Linked DNA regions of Sus scrofa: region 1 is linked to region 2. A link is a contact called in public HiChIP or PLAC-seq data. All regions are on one chromosome and are shown on one strand. The core of a region is the stretch at or near the end of the contact, and the rest is flanking DNA. Distances in the headings are between cores, read along the strand shown.

Region 1 (4,043 bases), core at 37-2,536, 110 kb before region 2:
GGCTTTGTGGTAGGAGGCCCTGAAGACCTCACTTTGCAAAAGTTCTGTCTCGGAGCGTGTGCCCCAACCAAGGGTGGTTTTGCTTTGGCATGGAAGGCTCGCTTCTCTTTTTGCCCCCAGTGATGGATACCTGCTCTCCTGGAATGAAGTCTCATAAAACCTAATTTAATTGTCGAGTGATGCTTCCTCTTTAAAACCACTGGTCCATGCAGATTTGGGGGCTGCTAGGCTCATCAGGCTTTCTCAGCCTCAGCGTTGTTGGCATCTGGGGCTGGCTAATTCTCTGCTGTGACGGATTCTCCGGGCATTGTAGGGTGTGTGGCAGTACCCCGGCCTCTACCCACCAGATGCCAGTAGCAACCCCCTCCCCATCCTTGTGACAACCAAAAATGCCTTCCTTTGTTGCCAGGTGTCCTCTAGAGGGGACAGAATCATCCATCCTTGAGAACCACTGGGCTAACATGGTACCTTTAGCCACTTTGATACATCTTTCAAGTCCCAGCGGACTCAGGGGATGGCGCTGGGATGGGATTTGCTGGTCTTCTGCTACCAGGACTGAGTGACTTGGAAACTCAGCTCCCCAAATGTGAAAAATACACTCCGATAGGAACTATTCCTAGCTCTCGCCCTTGAATTTGTATTCTGTGCATGAAACTCCATGAGACGCCTTCAGCCTGGCATAAACCTCCTGAAGATCAGCTGCAAATTCAAGGGGCTTTGTGAAATGAGAATGTGGCTGGGACAGGGTGGGCGGCTGGTGGGCTGCACTTCCAGGAACCCAAATGCTCCAGTGGATTACAGGCTTCCCTTGTGCCAGCACTGCAATAGCTCTTGAGGGCAGCAAAACGAGTAAGATGGAGTTCTTCCCCACAAGGGGCTCATCAGGTCTATTAGAAGGAGTCAAGCCAGTGACTCAAGAGAGGCAGCGTCACATGATGGTCTTTTGCCACATTGCCTGACTTCACATCCTGCTGCCCACATACTCGCTGTGTGACTCTGGGCAAGTTACACAATTGCTGTGTGTCTCTGTTTCCTCAGCTGTAAATTGGGGTTAGAAGGGGTACCTACCCCAAGGAGTTATTTGGAGGGTTGTAGGCATTCATATAGGTAAGGCTCTTAGAACAGAGGGTGGCGCATACGACTGTGTTAGAAAGCCCAGTGGTAAAGCGTGGATCTTGCCATTAGGAGGCTTGGGCTGAAATCCTGGCTCTGACTCTTGTGAGCTTGAGCGAGTAAAGTGATCTCTCTGAGGCTCAAGTTCTCCATCCGTGAGGCGGGCAGTCATAGGACTTGCCCCATGCAGATGATGGCGATGACGAAAGGAGATGATCTCTGAGCAGCACATCCCCATCCAGCACGCAGGAGGCACTGGACAGCTCTTTAGTTGTTGTTGTTGTTGTTGTTTATTTAAAATGATTGATGTTATAAATGATTTTTTTAACCAAACTCATAAGAGACCAATAAGGGAAAAATAAGACTGCCAAGGGCCCAGACAATTGCATCTTTTTTTTTTTTTCTGTCTTTTCTAGGGCCACACCCATGGCATATGGAGGTTCCCAGGCCAGGGGTCTACACCACAGCCACAGCAACACAGGATGCAAGCCACACTGCGACCTACACCACACTTCACAGCAACACCGATCCTTAACCCACTGAGCGAGGCCAGGGATTGAACCCAAAACCTCATGGTTCCTCGTTGGATTCATTAACCACTGAGCCACGACGGGAGCTCCACAATGGCATCTTTAGGTCACTTCCTAGACTCTGAACAGAAGTGAAGATGGGAGGCTGGATTCCCAAGGCCGCCTGGGTGGGCACCAAGTCCACTCAAGGGAGGTGGTTCTGGGATTCACATCTGCATGGCCTCCAGCTGGAATCTATGGCCACAGCAGAGCTGCTCCTTGTCTCCAGGCTCCCTGGGCTTCCCCCAAGGCCAGGACACTCCTCCTAGTTGGATGACTGCTTCACGCAGCTCCCTTCTAAATTTATTCTTTATTTAGGTGTATTAATAACTCCAGTTATTAGTACAGACACTCCAAATCCTTCCTACTCTCCAGCTTCTGTCTTATCTGCATTTAAGATAACTTTGCCGATAGCTAATCTTATCTGCTTGATGCTAGGTTTTTATTTCATTCTCCGAATCCTTCCGTCAGATTCACACTGACAGGCAAGGGCCTTTAGTCACTGTTTCCCAAAAAGTATCTATCAGCTGTTTAGTGTGCAGCACGAGACAGAGTAAAATCAAGCATGACCCAGGCCTTTAATGAATTTAAAATCCAACTGAAGAGGTAAATGGCACATCTTCAGTAATTATCAATGTCCAGTATAAATGCCAAGTCCTAGGATGGCCTTCATTTTCAGCTGCAAGGTCTCATGGGAGAAAATGGGCATTGAGAAATGGGTCCTGGAGTTCCCGTCATGGCACAGTGGAAACGAATCCAACTAGGAACCATGAGGTGGTGGGTTTGATCCCTGGCCTCGCTCATTGGGTTAAGGATCCAGATTGCTGTGAGCTGTGGTGTAGGTCGCAGACGCGGCTCGGATCTGGTGTTACTGTGGCTGTGGTTTAGGCTGGCAGCTATAGCTCCCATTTGACCCCTAGCCTAGGAACCTCCATAGGCAGCCCTAAAAAAGCAAAAAACAAACAAAAAAAAAAAAAAAGAGAGAGAAAGGGTCTTATGTGCAAGGATGGAGTGAGAAGGGCAGATACACGGCAGAAGATAAGCTTCTGAACACAAGGGAAGGGGGTCTGGGTGAAAAAGAAGACAGAGGCCAGGACTGTGAAGAGTGTCCATTGTCAGGCCGATGAGCCCCGAGTCTGGTCTGCAGACAAGCAGAAAGAAAGACTTTGGAAAGGGGAATGGCGCGTTGCTCTGGTGTCTCCTTACATTCAGTTTCCTCCCTCCTCATCTTCATGAAGTTGGTTGGGAGTTCCCATGGTGGCTCAGTGGGTTATAAACCAGACTAGTATCCATGAGGATGCAGATTGGATCCCTGGCCTCACTCAGTGGGTTAAGGATCTGGCGTAGCCATGAGCTGTGATGTAGGTGGCAGATGTGGCTTGGATCCTGTGTTGCTGTGGCTGTAGACCAGCAGCTGTTGCTCTGAATCGACCCCTAGCCTAGGAACTTCCACAGGCCGCAGGTGTGGCCCTAAAAAAAAGCAAAAAAAGATGAAGTTGATGTTGTACGTTGGGTGGATAGAAGTGTCTAAGGGTAGAGCGTGGCTAGGATGTGGGATATGGGAGTGAAAATCGCTGTTGATGGACAGCTACTTCTTCGAGGATGGAGCAGACACACTCTATTCCTACTACAAAATACAACTGAAAACTCTGGATATTATGTACAAAACAAACATAAGAAAATGCTGAAAGGTAGAAATAAGACAGACCATCCAGGGACCTCATAACCCAGGGAACGACACTGTGGTTTCCTGGGTTGTGAAGTTCCCTGGGGTTTTTGTTTTTGTTTTTGTTTTGTGTGTGTGTGTGTGTGTGTTGCTTCATCTAACCCAGACTTGGAGCTAAAGAAGTCATCAACTCAGAAATGCCAGTGGACACTGACCAAAAAAAAAAAAAAAAAAAAAAAAATCTCCCAAAAAAGCCTGCTCGCTTGCTCTCTAGCACAAGGGACCAGGAAAGGGGCAGCCTAGGAAGCTGAAAACTTTTAGATAATAACCACACTTCTTGAGCCAGACATCCCAGAAAAAAACTGTGGCTCAGCCCCCATCTCATGAACAAAGGTCAGATGGGGAGCCTCAGCTTCCACCCTAGCAAGTTGTAACAGGGCACCCCAACCTCCCTCTCGTCCTTACCCGCCCCCCCACTCAGGATGGGGTCAGAGAAGGACGAGTAAGGAGATAACCTAGGAGTTCCCACTGTGACTTAGCGGTAACAAGTCCGACTAGTGCCCATGAGGATTCAGGTTCAATCCCTGGCCTCGCTCGGGGGTTAAGGATCCAGCATTGCTGGGAGCTGTGGTGTAGATTGCAGATTGGCTTGGATCCCATATTGCTATGGCTCTGGCATAGGCTGGCAGCTGTAG
Region 2 (4,005 bases), core at 389-2,888:
TTGGGAAGGCGACTCAAGGCTTGGAAGGGAAATGAATCTCTTTTTACGTTTTTAATGAAAAAAATAAAACCAGCAGTTCCTGCTGTGGCGCAGTGGGGTCAAGAATCTGACTGCAGTGGCTCGGGTCACAGAAGAGGTGCAGGTTTGATCCCTGGCTCCGGGCAGTGGGTTAAAGGATCCAGTATTGATATCTGCAGCTCGGATTCAATCCCTGGCCAGGGAACTTCCATATGCTGCAGGTGTGGCCATTTAAAAAAACAAACCTTCCAATACATACATACACACACACACACACACACACACACGCAGGCACGCAGGCACGCGCACACACACCAACAGTATCTCACACACACGTACAACAACAGTGTACTTCCCTGTTTGTATATTTTATCTCAAGAAGTCTTTCAAAAACCTTCCTCTAACCTAGGAAAGAGGGGTGGAGGGGTGCCTACTCAAGTTGTACTGCCCTCATTGGCCCCTTGGAAGAATGACAAACTGCAAAACATTAATATGAGCAGGACATGAAAATGGTTTTTCGCTTTTTTTTTTTTTTTTTTTAAGCTTTTAAATGCAAGCTATTATCGCATATGCACGAGTGGAGATGAGGCGTGATTGTGAGGCCGGCGGTGACACCCAGATGGCAATGTCACTGGTCCCTTCCTCAGCAGCCTTTCGCTTCACTGACAGAGGGGTCACACCGCTTACAGGCTTAAGCGTGTCAGCATCTCTTTGAGCTCGTGGGAAGCCCGTCCTCCCAGCCCCAACTTCAGGAGCGAGGCTGAGAGCCTGCATTTGCAGAATGCCCACTGCGGTGCAGGTCTCACCTCCTGCACGTCTCACCTCCTGCAGGGCCTCCCCCCGACTCACGGACCTGGAGCATTTACTCCGTCACTTCCCCAGTATCAAAGTTGGTACAGGAGGGGAACAGGACTCCAGGCCAGGTCTGCCCCCAAACCAAAGCTGGGCCCTCGGCATCCTGACCTTTGCACATCCTGCGGGGAGACAGGGTACAAGAACAGCCTCCGGGGCAGGACTATACATGCCTCGGGTCTCTGTGTGTAACTCTGAAAAGTCCTTTCAGGATTCTAGCCTAGGGAATTCCTGCTGTGGCTCAGCAGTAACAAAGCTGACCAGTATCCATGAGGACGCAGGTTCAAGCCCTGGCCTTGCTCCGTGAGTTAAGGATCCAGCATTTGCTGTGGTATAGGTCACAGTTTCAGCTCAGATCCAGCATTGCTGTGGCTGTGGTATAGGCCGGCAGCTGTAGCTCCGATTCAACCCCTAGCCTGGGAACTTCAACATGCCGCAGGTATGGCCCTAAAAAGCAAAAAAAAAAAAAAAAAAAGCATTCTAATCTCTACTACTGAATACACAAATTGTTTTAGGCTGCTAACAATGAGCCCACTTACCCTCTTACCCCTTCCTCAGCCAAAATCTTGGCTAAAACCGTGGTCACCCTGTCACCCTGGTCCCTTGCTGTGCACACAGGTGCCTGCCTGCTCAGCAGGGCCCTCAGCTCCCTGAGATGCCAGAATCTGGGCTCAGTGGCCCCTGGCTACCAGGGCTCCAGGAGGCCAGGCCGAGGCCTTGAGCCCTGGCTTCCTGTGCCTGTGTGACCCGGGCAACGCCCTTGTTGGCTTGTATTCTTCCATCAGACAAAGAGGGAAATCCTACCCCTCAGGGAGTTTTTATCAGGGCGCAGAAGAACTTGGGCGGTTAAAACGATTGCTGAAAAAGAGGAAGAAACACTTACAAAAACTGAGGCGTGGACAGAAAGTTTCTTCCTCCCAAGTCCATTGGGTATCTGAACATGAGGAAGAAATAAAGGTGTCCAACGAGATTTCCGATAAGCTCGTTGATGACCCTGCGGACAGAAAGCCAAGAGTTTAAAGACGGTCGAGTAGTAAAGTGAGAGGCCCCAAGTTTTAACTAAGAGCACAGGGCTCAGATCCTTCGAGACCGCCCATTTCTGGGCCCTGGGAGTCGGTGACAGCTCGACAGTGAGCCCTGTCATCGTCTGAGTGGCGAACGCATCCTGAATGAGACGGGACGTCCATCCTGCTGGACCAGCGCGGCCTGTGCTCTTCAAGGCCAGCTGCTCCTCTGACATCTCTTTCAAGCCCCAGCCCATCCTCAAAATACGGTTTTTGCTACTTCCGGCCTCCAAGGTTGGGGGAGCTGCAAAGCAAGCTTCTGAATGCTACCAGATGTGAACACCGCATTTGCAAAATGGCAGATGTGAGGGCGGGCAAGAGAGACGCAGGGACGGAAAGGAGGGAGCGTCCATGTCCACTCCCCTCTTCCAGACACGGACCCAGGGCTCATTTGCCTTTGCCCTTGTGTCCCTGACTGTGAGACATCATAGCGATCACCTTGGAAAGCTGACCTTCACCTTGTAATCCTGGATTCACAGATCCACTCCTACATAGCCTCCCGTCTTCACCTCTAGGGGACTCCTGTTGTAGGAAATCAGTGTCTACACCTCCTCCCAGACCTGACTGCTCTTCTGGCCGCAGGGCAGTTCTACCGAGCTTGCTCTGCTCTAAACAGAGTCTGTGTACTCGACTCATTCCCTCCCTCCTATGGATGCAGTTCAAGTCAGGACCACACGGAGCAAAGACGTCAGGTGTATTAAGCACTAGTACTATCATAAAACCGAAACAGACTCACAGACACAGCAAATAAACGTATGGCTACCAAAGCGGGGGGAGATGGGAGGGAGAAGCATAAATGAGGAGTTTGGGATTAGCAGATACAAACGACTCTATAAAAAATACATCAACAAGATCCCACCGGAGAGCACAAGGGACTGTATTCAGTATCTTGTGATAAGCCATAATGGAAAAGAATACCAAAAAATGTATGTACATGTATATATATGTATGTATGCATAACTGAATCACTTTGCTGTATAACAGAAACTAACACAACACTGTCAATCAACTACACTTCAATTTTTAAACAGAATCTTAAAAGGACTAGCACTATGAAAATCTATTTTAAAAACATAAAAAAACATCGTGTAATGTCAGAAAGAGGAGTTCTTAGAATAGCTGCATCTTGAAATCCTCCTAAAATTTTGACTGGATGCATTCAAGGTTTTCTTAAGTCTCAGGTCTAATTCCAGATAAGAAATCTGACCCTGTTTCATCAAAACTTCTGTACTATCAAACCGCTGACAAAACTACTCCCCACCTGATCTGAGGAGTTTCCATAGGCATTCTGGAATATGCCTTAAGAATAAAAAAACAGGGAGTTCCCTGGTGGCCTAGCGGTTAAGGGCCCAGCTTTAACCATTTTGGCTTGAGTTCAATCCCTGGCCTGGAAATTTCCACAGGCCACGGGCGCAACAACAACAAAAAGGAATAAAAAACAGTAATTTTATGCACAAAGGGCTCAGCCTGGATAGAAATTAGGTCTCTATGTTTGCTCTATCTGGACAGTGAATCCAGAAATATTTATTCAAAAGCACATATATGGAAGCATATATACTCTAACAACAAACTAACCAAAACAAAAAAAAAAGACAGAAAAGAAAAATTCAGTGCTAGGAAGCTGCTGTGTGGCACAGACAGTAAGGATCCAGCATTGCTCCAGCTGTGGTTCAGGTCACAACTGAAATTCAGGTTCAATCTCTGGCCCAGGAACTTCCACATGCTGCAGCTGTGGCCAAAAAAGAAAAAAAAAAAAAAAAAGAAAAAAAAAAGTGTTAAATATGTTTAAAGTCCTGCAATTTTAAACAATTATATCAGAATGAAATTATCAATACGATAAGGTATCAAAGCATCAATGCTGAGATTCTTTAAAGTTCTTTTTTTTTTTTCTTTGTCTTTTGCCTTTTCTAGGGTCACTCCCACAGCATATGGAGGTTCCCAGGCTAGGGGTCGAATCAAAGCTGTAGCCGCCAGCCTACACCAGAGCCACAGCAACAGGGATCCAAGCCGCATCTGCAACCTACACCACAGCTCACGGAAACACCGGATCCTTAACCCACTGAGCAAGGCC

Evidence for each region. HiChIP or PLAC-seq counts read pairs in DNA pulled down with a chosen protein or histone mark.
Region 1: an H3K27ac HiChIP or PLAC-seq map of alveolar macrophages shows a contact between it and region 2. The contact joins two enhancer-like sites. A contact is called at or near these places in 1 of 47 Hi-C or Micro-C datasets (epiblast stem cells) and 1 of 2 datasets of contacts at active chromatin or transcription factors (alveolar macrophages).

Annotation. Positions count from the first base shown.
Region 1 is chr4:16,441,599-16,445,641 of Sscrofa11.1, reverse strand. The region is part of intron 3 of ZHX2 (zinc fingers and homeoboxes protein 2); the gene reads left to right. Among named protein-coding and RNA genes, the nearest start is that of ZHX2, 110 kb to the left of the region's middle. Within about 2 kb of position 1,286, at least 3 of the 83 cell types and tissues checked have an H3K27ac peak or open chromatin away from gene starts, as enhancers often do. A contact at or near this core is called in alveolar macrophages, where this site is marked.
Region 2 is chr4:16,333,119-16,337,123 of Sscrofa11.1, reverse strand. It overlaps DERL1 (derlin 1), which reads right to left. Exons shown (of 8, transcript NM_001244479.1): 7 at 1,754-1,864. Among named protein-coding and RNA genes, the nearest start is that of DERL1, 25 kb to the right of the region's middle. Within about 2 kb of position 1,638, at least 2 of the 83 cell types and tissues checked have an H3K27ac peak or open chromatin away from gene starts, as enhancers often do. A contact at or near this core is called in alveolar macrophages, where this site is marked.